3 separate regions of the Mus musculus genome follow, and all the other regions are linked to region 3. Evidence: chromatin contacts called from public promoter capture Hi-C data. All regions are on one chromosome and are shown on one strand. Each heading gives the region's core, a stretch centred on a gene start, on an enhancer-like site or on the middle of the called end of the contact. The rest is flanking DNA. Distances are from core to core; before and after follow the strand shown. Region 1 has its middle 22 kb from the start of Psmd7. Region 2 has its middle 94 kb from the start of Gm42040. Region 3 holds the start of Dhodh (dihydroorotate dehydrogenase).

Region 1 (3,355 bases), core at 539-3,038, 2.0 Mb before region 3:
AGCAGGTTGATCCCCTTAAACAATGTGAGTTCTTTTCTTTTGCCCAGCAATTAACCTAGGAATTGGATTTTGAAGCCTGCCTAAGTTTTGATGCTGGAAAGTGTCAGGAGTTTCAGGATCCTGTCTTTTAATTCACTTTGTATTGGATGTTGGCTTTGTGTTTTGTGGTCTGAGAAGACAGGGATGATCCACAAGAGGGGAAATATTTTTCAGCTGCTTTCTGAGCTTTGGTTGCACGTTGGTGTGCTTCTCGAATGAACTGGTCAGGTGCTGAGCTAAGGTGTATGTAAGAGCTGCAATTGTTTTGCTGTTTGAGAGACTTAAACATAGGGCAGTTTTAAATATTCTATAATTGAGCATACCCATCACCTGATAGTATTTGTTAAGCTTCTACTTGTGCCTGGCTGTGAGCTGGGCACAAAGATTACCCGGGAAAATGGCAATAATTTGGACCTAGACCCTGTGGACATTGTGGTAATATGTGTACCAATGTTAAAACCGGAATGTGGGGCTGGTGAGATGGCTCAGTGGTTAAGAGCACCGACTGCTCTTCCAGAGGTCCTGAGTTCAAATCCCAGCAACCACATGGTGGCTCACAACCATCCGTAACAAAAATCTGATGCCCTCTTCTGGAGTGTCTGAAGACAGCTACGGTGTACACACATATAATAAATAAATAAATTAAAAAAAAACCGGAATGTTATTCCTAACTGAGCCAGTGACATGGTTGCTTCATTCTCAGAAAACCAAGAGGGTCAAACAAGGGACCTTTCAGTATTTTGTAATTCCACAACAATTAGCTATGCTTCTTAATTGCAATGTTAATGAAAAATAACATGGGTTGGGGGCGTCAGGCTGGAGAGATGGCTCTGTAGTTATGAGCTCTCGCTGCTCTTGGAGAGGACCGGAGTCCAGTTCCCAGCAGCCACATGGGGTGGTTCACAACCAGCTCCTGGACATTTAGCACCCTCTTCTGGTCTCCGTGGATGCTTACACTCACATGGACATACTCATACACAGGAAAAGACACAGGCATGCATGATTAAAAAGTAAAAATCACTATTTTTAAATGTATTTAAACGTTTATTTTATTTTTATTTTTATTGGAGACAGGGTCTCTCTACATAGCCCTGGCTGTTCTGGAACTCACTATATAGACCAGGCTGGCCTCAAAGAGATCCACCTGCCTCTTAAGATCAAAGGCATGCACCCCTACACCTGTCTTCTTTAAGTTTTATTTTTCTAAAATATTTAAATTGTATTCTTTCCCTTCCCCTAACTCTTTCCAGATTCTCCCTTACCCTTCCAAATGTTATGGTCTCTCAAACAAAAAGCACAGATACATACAGATATACACAATTTAAAAAATTACCTTTTTTTTTAAAAGAGGGAAAATTATTATGCGACTAAGTCCTGAGGTGGAAACCATGAAAGGATCCAGGAAGGAAAATTCCAGGTCAGATACTTTTGTTAGCCCATTTGTACAAAGTTTGAGCGGCGAAGGACTTTGCAATGGAATTCCGTAGGAGTTTCGTGTAACCCCCTCGTCCTCTTCGATGTATAATTTAGTGGTTAAAGCGATTCTTGCTTCTGTCGCTATCGGTCGCTTTCCCGGGAAGGGGAAATAGGTCCTCCTGTCAGTAATTTGGTGAAAGTGCTGAAAAGCCCATTATCTCCGTAGGAGAGAAAGCAAGCCACCCCTGGCGTGTGAGGACGGGGTAGGCTTGGCAGTCTCCTGGCAGGCTTGAGCCGCAGCTGGGGCTCTGGTGTCTGAGCGGACTGCGAGCATCAGCCATTCTTCCTGTGCTCACCTCAGTCTTTCAGATTGGATTGGGCCTTTTCCATCTCTACCTTAGGCTGATTTCCTTCTTTGTTTCCCTCTTTGTTTCTTTCTTTGCTTCTTTGTTTCTTTCTTAAGTGCATGGAGACTAGAGACTATTGTGGGTGTGGTTCCTCAGGGGTGGGTCACTTCTTTTCTTTTTTTCTTTTTTAAGATTAAATGAGTTTATTGGAGCAGACAGGGAGCCAAGACTAGCGTAACCACCGGACAAGCAGGTCAGTGTTCCAAAGGCAGGTAGTCTACAGCCCCGGGATCTGCCTATTTCTGCTTCCACAGTGCTACAATTTCCAACATGTGCTACAACGCCCTCCCTGATTTTAAAAGAAAGTTGTTGCTATAGAAAATGTGGGCTGGAGGACTGGGGCGATGGGTCCGTGGGCAAGGGCATGTGCAGCCAAGCATAGCAACCTGAGAGCAGTCCTTGGTTTTCAAATGGGAGAAGGACAGGACAGACGTTAGATCCCCTGACCTCCATATTAGTTTTGTGTTATCCATGTGTGTATACACTCACCACTGATGAATAAAACAAAAAAAAAAAAAAAAGAAGAAGAAGAAAAAGAAGGGGAAAGAGGAAGAGGAGGAGGAGGAGGATGGGGGAGGGGAAGATAGGGTATGGAGAAGGAAATAAGCCAATTCCCAAACCAAACCAATCATCTGTATAAAGAAATCATGCCTGTTTGTGTATTTGAGAAAAGAACTGCGTTTGCTTAGTGGGAAATTTGGTGTGTGTGTGTTGTATGTACTGTATGAACGTGTTGTGTGTGTATTGTGTGTTTTGTGTGAATATGTGTGTTGTGTTGGAGTGTGTGTTCTGTGGGAGTATATGTGGTGTGTGAATCTATGTGTGTTGTGTGAGTATGTGAGTGTGTAGTATGTGCATGTGTGTCTGGTGTGTGTGTATGAATGTGTATCTGATGTGAATATATGTGTGTGTGTTGTGAGTGTGTGAGTGTATGTGTGTGTATGAGTTTGTGTTGTGTTTCCCTTTGGGGATCAGGTCTCACTTTGTTTCTAGATCCAGAGGCTCTCCTGTCTCAGCCTCCCCGGCCCCCGGAACCCTAGGCTCATGCCACACAGTACCCAGTGCTGATGGTGGAAGGCTGTATCCGATTTCCCATGACGTGTTTCTGTAAGCAGTAGGTTGCTCTGGACCATTTTCAGCATGAGGTTCACAACAGAGTTGTGGATAAGCAGGAGGCACCGGCCCTTGTCCTGTGGCTGGTGGCCAACTGGCACTTGCTTGTTTGTCCCAAAACTCTGAGAATTGGCAAGTTCCAGGTTGTCTGTTATGAACTAAGGCCAAGATCAGAAAAGGAATTATCCATTATTTAAGGCTTTGAGTACTAACCCAAGGAGATGGGGGAATTTGGGAACTCTGAGAGAAGGGGACATGAACATCTTACGATGGGGGACTTAAACACCTACCCTCCTGTGCCAAATCAGCACTGCTGGCCACTTTTGCCTTTTCTCTGTGTTGTCCCTTTCTGCAGAACAGAATATTAAAAACCGCGTTCA
Region 2 (3,397 bases), core at 380-2,879, 1.9 Mb before region 3:
CCTGTCAGCTTATGCAGGAAATAGGAAAGTGGGTGTTCTGGTAAAGAGAGGGGATTTCTGGGACAGATTCAGGAGTAGAAGGATTTGACCTGAACTCTGAGGAAGAGGGTCACGTGAAACCAAAGGAGAGGTGACTAGCCACATGGCATATCTTAGACTGGTTTAAACAGGATAACTGACTTATGAGCTAGTGGAAATGAGCCAAAGCTATTGGACTAGGCATATATTCGTATATAAGAAGTCTCAGAGTTGTTATTTTGGGGAACTTGGGAGTGGGTAGGAAAGTGTGTGGTTACAGACATGACATGTATAATGAAATAGTTACAGAAAGAGAGCCACACCAGGTCCTCCCTGGAGCTACAGAGAGCTACACTAGGTCCTCCCTGGAGCTACAGAGAGCCACACCAGGTCCTCCCTGGAGCTACAGAGAGCCACACTAGGTCCTCCCTGGAATTAGTTGTACTCATTCTGGGGCCACTTAAAATTTTTTTTATTGCATTTCGAAGGTGTCAGATCCCTTGGCACAAGAGTTACTGACAGTTGTGAGGTGCCACATGGGTGCTGGGAATTGAACCAAGGACCTCTGGAAGAACAGTCAGTGTTCTTAACCTCCGAGCCATCTCTCCAGACCCAGTTCTGGTGTCACTTTTGAGAAAAATGTTTTTCTTCATTATGAACTACATGTCCCAAGTCAAACCCTACAAGCAAAGTCACTGGATGCTAGGGCTGGCTAATGAGTGTTTTTGAAGGAATTCAAAAGGATACCATAAAAAACTAATGACTATGTATTGTGCTATAATTTCAATTTTTTTCAAATGTACAAGAATGTATTAAAAATAAATTACTAACTTCTACAGCTTCCATAAAGGTTCATTCGGAGTAGTTGGGGAAGGAAAAAAAAAACCCTTTTATAAAATACAGGAACCATCTTGGGTTAAACAAATGCCAGAAAAAATTATAATTGTAAAAACGCGATGTTGGCTATCGTTATTCCAGTGGCTGTGTTGTTTCCAATAACAGTTTGGCGCTGTATTTAGTCTGTAGCAATCTACAATTGAAATATAAAATAAAGATTTTTCTTTTATTTCCCTCTGAAGTTCTGGGCCAAGCTAAGCAGAGCGGACCTGAAGCATCTGCGGTTGATTAAAACAAGCTTTCCTATGGGGTTTCGAGTAGAAAGTAAACATGGATCCTATCCACAGTCAACAGCATTTACAAATGTGAAGAGAGGAAGCTACCGAGTGTTTGGAGAAGGAACTACTATAAAGGAGGCAGAAACACGGAGTGGCAGATGGTGAAAATGAGTTCCATACGGTCAAAGGCTGCGTTCAAAGGAAAACGGGCAGCGAGCGGTTCTGGCTGATGATACTTTATTGATGCGATTTTTTTGCGTCTTATTTTCTACCTTTGACTTTTGAGAAGTGTCTCGCCTCAAGATGCCAGAAAAAGGTGACTCCCGTGAAAGAGAAGAGGGATTTTGTTCTGCTAGCTTGTTGGGGGTTGATGCAGCCAATGGAGCGCCCCCTGGAGGCTCTACCTGGAAGTTGTCTCTAATTGGCAAAGTGCTTGCTGCTCAGATGAGAACCTGAGTTTGATGTTGGACACCTGGTAAAAGCTTGGAATCTTAGCGTTGGGGAGGCAAGACATGAGGATCACTGGAGCTTGCTGGCTATGTTAGCTGAATCAGCCCGTTCTCGGGAGACCGCGTCTCAAAAACACAAACTTACAAAAGACAAGGGTTGTGGCTCTCGGGGCGCAACCCCTGAGACTCAGACACACAAACAGACACACACAGGCAACCCCCCCCCCCCCCCCAATTCTACACGCGCGCACATGTTCTCTAATTCTTTCTGTTTACCTTGGGTTTGGGGTCAATTGTGTTTTTCTAACTTAGTGAGATTATGTCACTGATTAGGTGCCAAATGGGATTCCAATTCTGCCTCTTAAACTTCCTAAGCTGTTTGAGCCTGGGAAATGACGAAGCACCCGTGCCTCATGGCCTTTCATCTTCAGAGTTGGCTGCTGTAATAGTCATCTCCCATTTGTGTCCCCGACTCTCTCCAGTGGTTGCCTACAAGGACAGCGTACCCAACGCTGTATATTTTTCTGTCCTGGACATATATACCTAAAAGAAAATCATGTTTATAAGTTAAACATGGTAAGAGATTAGTGATAGTATATAATATAATAAAATGATTGGAATAATATGCTGTAGCAAGTCACGTGGATGCGCTCTCTGTTTTTAAGTTGCCGAGGAGAGCCACGCGCTCAGACTGGGTACCAATGGAAAATTCACGTCTTCGAAGGGCCAGGATGGACTAGTGGCAGAGGTCATCACTCAGGATGACAATTTAAGATTAGACCATAGTTATGCAAATTTCTGTAAATATTTCTGGACTGTTGTTACCCATGATAAGTGAAACTACAGACAGTGTGTGTGTAGGCTAGAGTACTACTAGCCTTTGTGATATTTATTTGTTTGTTTGTTTGCTTATTTATTTATTGTGTGTGTGTGCTGGTCAGAGGACACCTTGTGGATTTTCTCCTTCCACTGTGGGTTCCAGAACTCCCAGTTGTCAGGGTGGCTTAGCAAGCACTTTTACGGCTGAGCCGTCTCACCGAAGCCTAAATGTGGAAGTGTTATAAAGAGTAAAATGAATTTGTCTAGGTAAAATGTCTACCAGGGTCCTTTGGATGGCTGTAAAAATGGCCATTCTAGGCCCCCACACTAGTACTCTGGGGTCAGTGTCTCTGCAGTTTGTTGACCACAGACCAGTCATTAAGTTTTCCTTTTTTGCTTGTTTTCTTGAAGCAGTGTTTCACCATGTAGACCAGGCTAGCCTTTCTTCATGTTATAATTCCCTGCCTCAGCTCCTCATCCTGGGGATTATAGGCGTACACTACTGCGCCTGCTCAGCAGACTAAAACAAACCATTCACCTCATGGTTGTATTCCCGAATTTAGTAAGCTACCTGTACTGCTATGATAGTACATGTATTTTATGCCATTTATACAAGCTAGACATTTTAAAAAAAGAGATTTTAAAAATACGTTGAAATTTGGGGCATCATTGATTAAAAAAAAAGACATAGTAAAAGCTGGGACACTGTTGCTTCAAATCTCACTGGGTCAAGGTTGGAAGGTCATTGAGGTAGAACGCATTTGCTGAGTTGTACTAACTAAACTGAAATGGGTAGTTCGGAATTCAGCCCAGTGAAACTTCAGTTAAGGAGCGCTGACCCGCAGCTTTGGTAATGGGTTTTACCCCCCTCAGTGCTGCCTTTTGCTTTTGTGGGCCAAGGCCAAATAGGAAAGCCGGTTCCCAGGTCCCTGTATTTTGCAACCATGTTTTTGTTTGCTTTTCTCCTTTTGTTCTTTGTCCCTTTTAATGTTGCCA
Region 3 (3,346 bases), core at 578-3,077:
GGACAAGCTATATATAGTTCATCTCAAACACCAACTACCTCCCACAGGATTTTACATATACATGAATACTTTCCAGGAACACTGGCACCTTGTAATTGAGGAACACAGCTTACACAACAGTACCAAGAATAAGTCGTCATCCCTACAGCCTCACCAGAGAGTATGATGCTCTGCTTGTAAACCAGGGCACACCTGTGGCAATCATTTCTAAGGAGAGGCTTAAACATTTGACCATCTATAGGGGTGAGTGGTGCTCTGACTTCTACATACTAAAACGCATGTTTTCATTTCTCCTTCATACTGTGGTAAGAACATGGTGTTTGTTTACACTTTAAAATTATACCTAGAAAGGTTACCAGCATAAAATGTCATATGAGTATAATATAAAAGTGGTTACAATATAAACATAGCTTAAGTCTTGTTGGGCAGAGAACCACAACCCAGTCAAAAGTGCTTCCCTATGCTTTTCGATAACTATCACTGCCAGATGCTATGTGGCTAATGCACTCATTCGATCCTTCACCAAAGGCAAGCAAACCTGTTCTTCAGGAGAGTGTAACCCAAGAGACAAACTAATGGCCACATAAACATAGAGCCATGACAAGTGACATGAAGGGATAAATCATGGAAGGATCTTGAGGAAGCGAGTAAAAGCTGACTTTCAAAGGTTAGACACAAGCTAAAGAGGAGATAGCAGCTGGAGAAGAGATCTCTAGGTGGATGAGGCCAATGAGAGGGGCCAAGGCATGGGGGAGGGATAGACGGCTGCTTGGAACTAAAAGGAAAACACTGCTTTAAATGAAACAGGAGAAAAGAAGAGAGGCGTCAGCCAACATTTGGCTAACAGATTTGGTTTAAGTGCACGTGCTGCTCTGCCAGAGGAACTGAGTTCGGTTCCAGCTCCCATGTCAGGCGGCTCACAACTGGAGCTCTAGAGGATCCAAAACCCTCTGGTCTCAGAGGGTATCTGCACTCACGTGTGCACACACGCACGTGCGCGCGCGCCTACACTTTTTTTTTTTTTTTTAATGGGATTTGTCCACTAAACAAGGAAGTAGCAGATATGATCAGATTTGCCTGCAACACAAACCAAGTATTCATTCTCCCTCCTCGGGGAGTTTGCAGAAATTCCTCAAGTCAAGCACCAGTATCTGTGCCCTTTTTCCAGACCAGGGTCACAACTAAGAACTCTTCACATGGAACTTCCATTCTGACCACACTTGATCCAAAAGGGTGGCCTTATGTCTTATTTCATCCCTCCTTGGAGCGTAGGCGATCGTGTCCTCACAAAGGCCCGATACTTGGATCAATTTAAAAAAAAAAAAAATGCCCGCGTATCTCTCAGGTTCAGCCTAGCCTCTGCCCACATACGCTTGCTTTTTGCATGCCCTTAGCTGTGCACGTGCAGGTCACACTTCAAGGGTCCCAGCCTTTCAGTTTCCCAGCCTCATCCCCCTCCCTGCCGGTTATCCACACCACGAATGAGCTTCCCCGCGCAGGACTCACTCTCAGCTGTCTCCACGCCATGCTCCTTCTGCCATTAAGCCCGCCTCTGCCTGCATCCCATTGGAGAATGTGGGCTCGGCTCCACCTATCTCCCAAGCCCCACCAGCCGGCCCGCCCCTAGACGTTGATTGGACAGCCGAACGCGTGCGCTCTGCCCGGAGTCAGGCTCCGTGGCGGGACGTGCCTACTTTCTGTCTTGTCGCTGTCGCGCCTCCTAAGGGACGCTGCTCTGAAGTCGCGCACCCTTCCTTCGGTGCAACCGTGAGGAGGAGGCTTCCGGAAGTCTCGAGTGGGGAGCAGACGCTTCCGAAATCTGCAGACCAACCCCAGCGCCCGGTAGTGCGCACTACCCTAATGCTTCCCTGTCCCTGGGAAGGAAACAAAGGGCGATGCAGCCCGAAGGTTCCGCACGGTTGTCTTTATGCCGGTGCTGCGGTATGGCTTTCATAGCCCCCTTTCTGAAACAGAAATCCTAAGAATTCTGTTTTATCAGGGCAGTGGTGGCGCCGGCCTTTAATCCCAGCGCTTGGCAGGCAAAGGCAAGCATATCTCTGTGAGTTTGAGGCCAGCCTGGTCTACAGAATGAGTTCCAGGAGAGCCTAGGCTACAACATGGAGAAACCCTGTCTCTACAGGGAGAAGGAAAAAAAAAGTACACTCATGCAAACACACAAAAATTTACCCACTGGTTTTAAAAGTAAACTCTGAGGTGTTGATAAGTAAATATGGTTTTATTTTTAAGATAATCTTATGGTGTAGGCCAGGTTTTTCTAAAAACCAATCCTGCCTCAGCACTCAAGTGCCTCTGTGCCAAGCGTTTACAGAGGCCAGAGGAGGGCATTGAATCCTCTGGAACGGTAGTTACAGATGATTGGACCCACGTACTCTGGCCCTTAACCTTATGTTTGTATCCTATTGTCCCCCTTCCCACTGGTCCCCTTCCTTTTCTGGAATAATACTTCCCCACTTTAGGTCATAATTTGGGTCAGGTTACAGGAGGCTGGAGAGATAGCTCAGCTGTTAGCACTTGATGTTCTTGGCGAGGACCCAAGTTCCGTTTCCAGCACCCACATCAGGTAGCTCACAACTGCCTGTAACTCCAGGACCACATTTCTTCTGGGGCACTGTACTGGTTTTCCCATACCAACAGGTAGATGTGTGTGTGTGTACACATAAATTCTAAAAATAAGTCCTTTTAAGGTCTGTATCCTGCATACAAGAAAAAAAGCATATTTAGCAGTCTGAGATTGGCTTGCTTCATGTAACATGATCTCCAGTCCCATACATTTTCCTGTAAATTACCTCATTTTATTCTTTCTAATGGTTGAATGTTGTTCCATACCATATATGTATCATATATATCATTATCTTGATCTGTTTGTCTGTTACTGCTTCCATAAACTGGCTGTTGTGAATATTGCTCCAAAAAACATAGATATACAGGTACCTCGGTCATATGCCAGCTTGGATTATTTAGGGACTATACCTAGAAGTGACGTATCTAGGAGTTTGGGTTAGTGATTGAATGTTTGTTTGTTTGTTTTAAATTTGTTGTTCTGTGTGTGAGAGAGTTCAGACAGCAGCCTGCTATGGCAGACATGTGTAGGCCAGTAAATAACTCTGGGGGGGGGTGGGGGCGGGGGCATGGTACATGTATAAAGATCAGGGTACAACTCGCAGGAATCAGTCCTGTCTTTGCATCATGTGCTTTCTGGGGACAGAACTCAGGCTGTCAGGTGTGGCAGCAAGCACCTTTGACCACTGAGCTGTCTCACTGCTTGAGGATGGGTTTGTTATATTGATTTTGAGTTTTGGTTTTGATTTGGGGTTTATCTGTGGCC

Evidence for each region. Promoter capture Hi-C pulls out the DNA fragments that hold promoters and counts their contacts.
Region 1: a promoter capture Hi-C map of embryonic stem cells shows a contact between it and region 3, with 5 times the contacts expected there. The contact joins the enhancer-like site here to the promoter of Dhodh in region 3. A contact is called at or near these places in 8 of 39 promoter capture datasets (the HPC-7 cell line, cranial neural crest, embryonic stem cells and 5 more), 2 of 15 datasets of contacts at CTCF or cohesin (large pre-B cells and pro-B cells), 5 of 484 Hi-C or Micro-C datasets (the G1E-ER4 cell line, the N1E-115 cell line, cortical neurons and 1 more) and 1 of 115 datasets of contacts at active chromatin or transcription factors (embryonic stem cells).
Region 2: a promoter capture Hi-C map of cranial neural crest shows a contact between it and region 3. The contact joins the enhancer-like site here to the promoter of Dhodh in region 3. A contact is called at or near these places in 9 of 39 promoter capture datasets (the 3T3-L1 cell line, cranial neural crest, embryonic stem cells and 5 more) and 1 of 115 datasets of contacts at active chromatin or transcription factors (stem cell-derived neural progenitor cells).

Annotation. Positions count from the first base shown.
Region 1 is chr8:107,609,268-107,612,622 of GRCm38.p6, forward strand. No RefSeq gene overlaps it. Among named protein-coding and RNA genes, the nearest start is that of Psmd7, 22 kb to the left of the region's middle. Within about 2 kb of position 1,789, at least 7 of the 459 cell types and tissues checked have an H3K27ac peak or open chromatin away from gene starts, as enhancers often do. A contact at or near this core is called in embryonic stem cells, where this site is marked.
Region 2 is chr8:107,683,827-107,687,223 of GRCm38.p6, forward strand. No RefSeq gene overlaps it. Among named protein-coding and RNA genes, the nearest start is that of Gm42040, 94 kb to the right of the region's middle. Within about 2 kb of position 1,630, at least 16 of the 459 cell types and tissues checked have an H3K27ac peak or open chromatin away from gene starts, as enhancers often do.
Region 3 is chr8:109,606,846-109,610,191 of GRCm38.p6, forward strand. Dhodh (dihydroorotate dehydrogenase) reads right to left here and starts at 1,828. Exons shown (of 9, transcript NM_020046.3): 1 at 1,507-1,828. The coding sequence starts at 1,527.